2 separate regions of the Mus musculus genome follow, and region 1 is linked to region 2. Evidence: chromatin contacts called from public HiChIP or PLAC-seq data. All regions are on one chromosome and are shown on one strand. The core of a region is the stretch at or near the end of the contact, and the rest is flanking DNA. Distances in the headings are between cores, read along the strand shown.

What was found. HiChIP or PLAC-seq counts read pairs in DNA pulled down with a chosen protein or histone mark.
Region 1: an H3K4me3 HiChIP or PLAC-seq map of forebrain shows a contact between it and region 2, with 4 times the contacts expected there. The contact joins the promoter of Drd2 here to the promoter of Tmprss5 in region 2. A contact is called at or near these places in 1 of 39 promoter capture datasets (stem cell-derived epiblast-like cells), 1 of 484 Hi-C or Micro-C datasets (cerebellar granule neurons) and 2 of 115 datasets of contacts at active chromatin or transcription factors (embryonic basal ganglia and forebrain).

The regions. Positions count from the first base shown.
Region 1 is chr9:49,338,869-49,342,131 of GRCm38.p6, forward strand. Drd2 (dopamine receptor D2) reads left to right here and starts at 1,535. Exons shown (of 8, transcript NM_010077.3): 1 at 1,535-1,856.
Region 2 is chr9:49,100,518-49,104,051 of GRCm38.p6, forward strand. It overlaps Tmprss5 (transmembrane protease, serine 5 (spinesin)), which reads left to right and starts at 2,211. Exons shown (of 13, transcript NM_001359460.1): 1 at 2,211-2,306. The coding sequence starts at 2,304.

The DNA.
Region 1 (3,263 bases), core at 285-2,784, 240 kb after region 2:
ATGTAAAGATATGAACACGGAGACCCAGAGAGATTAAACAATTAAAGTAACATCTACAACTGGCAAGTGATAGAGGCAGGACACCAGATCATGTGAGAATGCATAGAGGTGGTGGGTTGAACAGGACACAAATCCTATCTAAGTGGGTTTTTTTCTTGGGATGAACATATCCAGGGTACATAGGAAAACAGTGGAGATTCAACCCTATCTTAATGTTTGAATGCCTTAAAAGCAAATGTGAAAAGTTCTAATGTTTCTGGTAGTTCTAATACTTCCCTACCATGCCTAAAGGAGACCCACGAATAGACCATATCCAAAGACTAATGAAGAGGGACAGAGGAGGCTACATCATGTTCAGGAAGTTTCCACTCCTTTAAATGCCTCCACAGATGGCCATATCTAAGGAAAACGTGCCATGTATCAGGGCTGTTCCACTGCTCAGTCCTCGTGGGGCTTGGAAGGGCACACCTCTTTGGGCCCCAGTTTCCACCTTTACATCAAACAGTGATTAATTGAATATTAAGGTCTCTGCTTCCAATCCTAATTTTCCAGAATTGTGTGGATCAATGGAAGGAGTTTCTTCTTTGTGGCTAAGTGGCATGGCCGCTTGCTGTATGCAGAACGTCCTCTGTGCTGCTGTCCGAGGAATTCTGTGGTGCCTTCTCCTTGGGGACTTGCGTTGGCCCTTCAATGCCCAGCTCCTGTGAGGTCTCCCTGTTGGTACTCCACAGCACCTGCTTAAGCTACAAGTGTTTGGAAGTCTCTACTCTGGAGTGGCCCCACGCGAACGGGACCCTGTTTTTATTCCTCTGTTACTCCTGAATCTCATATAGAAGCTGGCGGAGGCAGGGCAGAGGGACAGAAAGCACCAGCTGGATCGGAGAGAAAGAGGATGGAAAGGGGAGTAGGTTCCCTGGCTAGGGCCGAAGAAGATCACATTTCTCTTCCTCTCCCTTCTCCTGCTCCTCAGTGCAGAGGGCAGGGTGAGCTGGAACTCCCAGGGCACTCTTTATCATTTCCACTTTATCATTTCCATCTTAGATCTGCTCTGCCCAGGTCTTCCTTTGGGAAAGTTCAACAGCGAAACTAACCGCTGTGATTTTCAGACGTCTGTACACGGACCCTGGATGTCTTTCCGGAATCTATTTCTTCTTTAAAGACTTGATGTACCACTGGTAGTGCTTCAGCTAGCCCTTGGCCCTGATTCCTCAAAGGAGGGGATCGACAGGCTAATGTTGTGAATGCTAGACCAGAATAGGTTTGATGGACAGGGTGTTACTTAATGAGTGTAGGGGGGACACCGGCGAGCAGTCCAGAGCACAGGTTATCCTCTACTCAAAGCCAGAAACGGATGCTGTGTCTCAGCTCTCCTGGGTTCCTTCCCCAGGCCCCGCAGTGCAGAGATAGCACTGGGGCCCTGGGTGGGTGGGGCCTGTCCCAGGGGCGGGGTTCCCGGGCGCCTCGTGGCCAGGGTGACCCCGCCCCCTCCCTCCTGCGCGCGCGGCGCTCTGACTCCACGGAGCTGTCCAGCCTCAGTGCCGGAGCTGGTCGCCTCTCGCGCGCAGCGCCGACTGCCCGCCTCCCCGCCTGGTCCCCGCGCTGCGCTCCCGCCCTCCCGCCCCGCCTCGCCCTGCCCCGCCGCGGCCCGTCCACTGCTCCCCGCGGGCCCGAGCCGGCCGAGCGGCTGCCCGCCGGGGATCTGAACGGCGCGGCGGGGCCGGGAGCCGAGGGACCCGCAGAGGGGACCGGCGGCCCCGGACGGCTGCCGGAGGGGCGGCCGTGCGTGGATGCGGCGGGAGCTGGAAGCCTCGAGCAGCCGGCGCCTTCTCTGGCCCCGGGCGCCCTATGGCTTGAAGGTAAGAACTGGTTGGCTGGAGCCAAAAGCAGTCTGTGGCCTCTGCACCGGTCGAAGCGTCTAGAGATGACCGGCCGGGAACAGAAGTTTGTCCAGCCACTCTAGCGCCGCCTGTCCGGGAGCACCCTTTCCACTGAGTCTCCGTCGGGGAGATTGCGTTCCGGGCGTCGGAAACCTGAAGGATGGCCATCCCCAGTCCTTCTTTCTTAGCGTTCTTCGCGCTTTCCTGTCTGGGCGGGAGTCCTGATCCTGGCTAACAGTCGGTGTAGCTGTGGCTTCAGAGGGTAGGGCATTGTCCTCCTGGTATTCAAGACTAGGACCCCAGGCGCGCACTAGAGTTTCCCACCACCCAAAAGGAAGAAGGGTTGTTTTTGACTTTTCTGTTATTGGTGCAACCGGAGACTTTTGAAAGGGCTAAAGCCAAGGTTGATGGTGAAGCTGCTTCCGGGAGCGGTCTTCCATCCTTAGGCTTTCTGCTGTCCTTGGTGCTGAATCCCGTTCTCTGTCCGCTGCTCTGTCACCCAGTCCGAAAGAAAGCCGGGTATTTTAGACCCATTTTCCCCAGGGAGTGTAGGTGACAGTGGGGGCGGGAGACAGTGATAGAAGGGGACTGTCCATCTCTGGAATGGATCAAGAGCCTCACTAAGTCCATATGCGAAGAAGCTTCTCTAAGCGTCAAACAGAGCACTTCCCTTTTTCCTTTTTTTGCGGCGGGCAGCCTGTGAGGTCTCTCTTGAGGAGCAGAGTTAAGAGAGCCGGTTGCCACCTACACAACAGGCTTTGCCATGGACACAAGGAACAGCATTGCAGCTCCCTGGGGATAGGCCCTTGTTCTCAGCCACAGGGAAACTGCTTCAGCGAGTCATCTTTTTCCTCACTGGGTACCTCACTGGGTTCTTTTCTGGGGCTCCTGAGGTTGGATGAGGTGCAATCCAGTGTGTGCACTCCCTCTCTAGGTCCCTTTGCACACTCAACAATTTATGGATTCTGACTAGGCTGCAAACCTTTGAGGACAATCTTGATTCTCTCTTTGGGAACTAGATGTTCAGCGTTACCCCAAACCCTGCTTCAGATGCAAATACTGTGTTTATGCCTGACCCACCCGGCCGCATTAGAGCTACTTGAGAAAGCATTCTTTTCATCTTTCCTGTGTGCTGTTGTTTGATGAGGGTGGGCAGAAAGCAGCCTACACGAGTGCAACTGATTTAAAGAGAACCAGGAGGCTGATTTACTGGGTCCCTGCCCCCTGGCTTGGACTTTGTGGTTTCATGTTTGCAAATGCACTAAAAATCTGTTTTATTGGGGCTTTGATAACATTTTTGAAGTCAAATGTGGAAGAGGGAAGAGATTTGAGAGGGTTAGCTCCAGAAATAAGTGGAACCTCCCAGCTGTGGTCTTCTTGCTTGTT
Region 2 (3,534 bases), core at 961-3,460:
TCAACAATAATAATGGTGGGGTAGGCAAGAGGTTAGGGAGATGAGAGAGGAGGCAGAGTCTCAAACAAGCAACTCAGAATTTTCAGTGACAATATTTTAGGAGATGATGCTCAAACTGCTTGTCTCTACTCAGCTAAAAATGAGCCAAGCCAGATGTGGTGACACACACCTTTGATCCCAACCCTGAGAAAGGGCAAAGGCAGAGGCAGAGGCAGAGGCAGAGGAGGCAGAGGCAGAGGCAGAGGCAGAGGCAGAGGCAGAGGCAGAGGCAGAGGCAGAGGCAGAGGCAGAGGCAGAGGCAGAGGCAGAGGCAGAGGCAGAGGCAGAGGCAGAGGCAGAGGCAGAGGCAGAGGCAGAGGCAGAGGCAGAGGCAGAGGCAGAGGCAGAGGCAGAGGCAGAGGCAGAGGCAGAGGCAGAGGCAGAGAGGCAGAGGCAGAGGCAGAGGCAGGAGGCAGGAGGCAGGAGGCAGGAGGCAGGAGGCAGAGGCAGTGGAGTGCTATGTGCTCAGGACTGGCCTGGTTTTATGTAAATAGCGACAAGTCATTTAAAACTACATTTCTCAAAAAAAAAAAAAAAAAAAAAAAGCCAGGAAAAAAGAGAACCAGAAGAGCAGCTGGGACCCGGGCAGCTAGAGGAGAAGCTGATGATAGTTAATACGATTAGTGGCGCCTTTATGTGCCCACGTTAGCAAAGCCTAAGAAGAAAACACAGGCAAAATACAGGTAGGGCTGGCAGTTCAGAGTGCTTCCTGTGCTTGCAGAGGACCTCAGTTCAGTTCCCAGCACCCCACACTGTGGGGCTCACAACCACGTGTAACTCCAGCTCCAAAGGACCAGACACCCTCTTCTGGCCTGTGTAGCACCTGCATACACATAGCATTTACTTATACAGACACGTATGTGGGCATAAACCTTAAAAAGAATACAGTTAGCTAGCTTCTTTCTCGAATATTCATTCTAAGTTTTGAGCCACTCAAAATAGCCTTTAGCTTGCTGTAAAGTTAAAAGCAAGAGTAATAAACACAGCTAAGTTCTACTGCCTTGGCTGGCTCAAGGAAATGGAACACAGGCTCAGATCACCCTGGGGAGAATGTTGTCTTCATGATTGCGTCAATCAATGCATCGGCAAAGGCTCAGGAATATCAGTGATTTCTTCTTTTCCCAGTCTACCAACCAGCTTCAGCAGTCCTTGTAAGATGTACTATGCTATCTTTTCTCTGAACTCCAGCTTCATTTGTTCCTTGAGCGTTCCTTTTTGGCCTTCTTTTAGTTGACTGGGGAAGGTGCTCTAGGGTAGATGTCCCTAACCTTGGGTCATCTACCATAAGAACCATCTCTTCCCTTCAGTTCTCTGGCCACCATAATATCAGTAATCTAAGCGAGTGATACTAGAGAAAGAGTTCTATATTCAGCATCTCATTTGGTTTGAACCTCAACACTGTGAGGTGAGTATTACGACTCTCCTTTCACAGGGAGGCTGAGTGGGAGAACTGTATTCTGGAGAGATTTGACTCTAAAGCCTGTGCTATCGAATTGATGCATCAGAGGGATCCATGAACGGCAGACTGGAGGAGAGCACCCCACTCTAGTGCCTGCTTCCCTGGTGCCCCTTGGCTTCTCCTTTTAAGAGACATGGCTCCAGGTGTGTCCTGATCCAGCCCGGGATCGGCTGCATTATCTTGAACACTGAAACAAGATCGCACCAATGGCTACTGGATCCCAGGGGTGAACTGGGTGAGGTGGCCTCACTTCCTAGCAATCAGGAGAAAGGTGCACCATGGATACCTCATGGTCATTGTCAGCTCTAACATGGTGACAGCCTGAGACTGCTGGGAAGCTTCCATAGAACTCAGAGACATTTCCACACATGCTAATATCTATCACTCTTTAATGCAGCCCTGTCAGCAAGAAGGGGAACTGTGCTAGTATATACAGGAGACACATTTTTTGGCACAAGAGACCTGGTTGCTAAGCAACAGTAGCCTGCCCCACCTCCCTATTTTCTGTTTCCAAGCTTCCAGTTAGCAGATAGCAGGGGCTGGGGCTGCCAGGCCCAGCCCAGCCCTTGCACTGATCCTCTACAACAAGGGGGCCTATTCATGGGCCCTGAGCATAGTTCATTGTCTCTCTGGTGCGTGTCTATGTGTGTAGGGGTGGGAGACAAGGGGAGGGGCTATGTGTGAACCAGGAAGACTTCATCCTCCAACCACACTGGCTGGGCTGTTGAATCAATCCTGACATGAGGACAGGAGCCTCACCCTGCCCAGCAGAACTTACTGCCTTATATCAGTGCAGCTGACTCATATGGTAAGGTGACGCCCCTGCCATCCCTCCAGTCCTGCTCACCCTCTACCCTGTGGGATGCAAGGTTGTTAGAAGAGCCTCTTCTGGCAGCTCTGGGATAGGAATTGCATCCTAGCATGAGCTATGAAGCTATGAAGTTTTCTCCAGAGGATGCCTTTCTCTTGCCATCGCTACTCTGGGCTGATAAAGCAGTTTACACATGGCTGTACTGAGCAAAGCATTAAAATGGACTCCTACTTAGTATAGCAAAGAGATGTCTTTCCATCGGAGGCCTGAGTTTTCAGGCTATAGCATGAGTTTGGGCAGGTTGTATTTTGAGGCGGGGCAGTGCATGAGACAAGGTGATTAGGTGAGAGGCTGGGCTTGAAGTCTAATGTCTTGGATATTAAGACAAGAGGGAAGCCTGTGTGTGTGTAGAAAGTGCTACCTATCTTGATTCTTCTCTTCCTTTCCTTCCTTGGTTCTTTGGTTCCTTGGTTCCTTGGTTCCTTGGTTCCTTGGTTCCTTGGTTCCTTGGTTCCTTCCTTCCTTCCTTCCTTCCTTCCTTCCTTCCTTCCTTCCTTCCTTCCTTCCTTTCTTTCTTTCTTTCTTTCTTTCTTTCTTTCTTTCTTTCTTTCTTTCTTTCTTTCTTTCTTTCTTTCTCTCTTTCCCTCTTTCTCTCTTTCTCTCTTTCTCTCTTTCTCTCTTTCTCTCTTTCTCTCTCTTTTTCTGGAGACAGCATCTCTTATTGGTTTCTTATTGGTTTGGCTAGGCTAGCTGGCCATCAAGCCCCAGAGATCTAGAATTAATATCAAGTGCTACCAGGCCCTGGGTTTACATAGGTTCTACAGATAGAATTTAAGCTCTCATGATTTCATGGAAGCCCTTTACGGAACTATCTTTTTATGGAGCTGTTTTCTGGACCTTTTCCTTTCCTTTCCTTTCCTTTCCTTTCCTTTCCTTTCCTTTCCTTTCCTTTCCTTTCCTTTCCTTTCCTTTCCTTTCCTTTCCTTTCCTTTCCTTCCCTTCCCTTCCCTTCCCTTCCCTTCCCTTCCCTTCCCTTCCCTTCCCTCTCCTTTTCTTTTTCCCTCCCTCCCTTCCTTTCTTTCCTTCTTTTTTAAAGATTTATTTATTTGTGTGTATGAGTGCTCTATTTGCATGCATGCCTACATGACAAAAGAGGGCATCAGACCCCATTACAGATGGTTGTGAGCCACCATGTGGTTGCTGGAAATTGAACTCAGGACCTTTG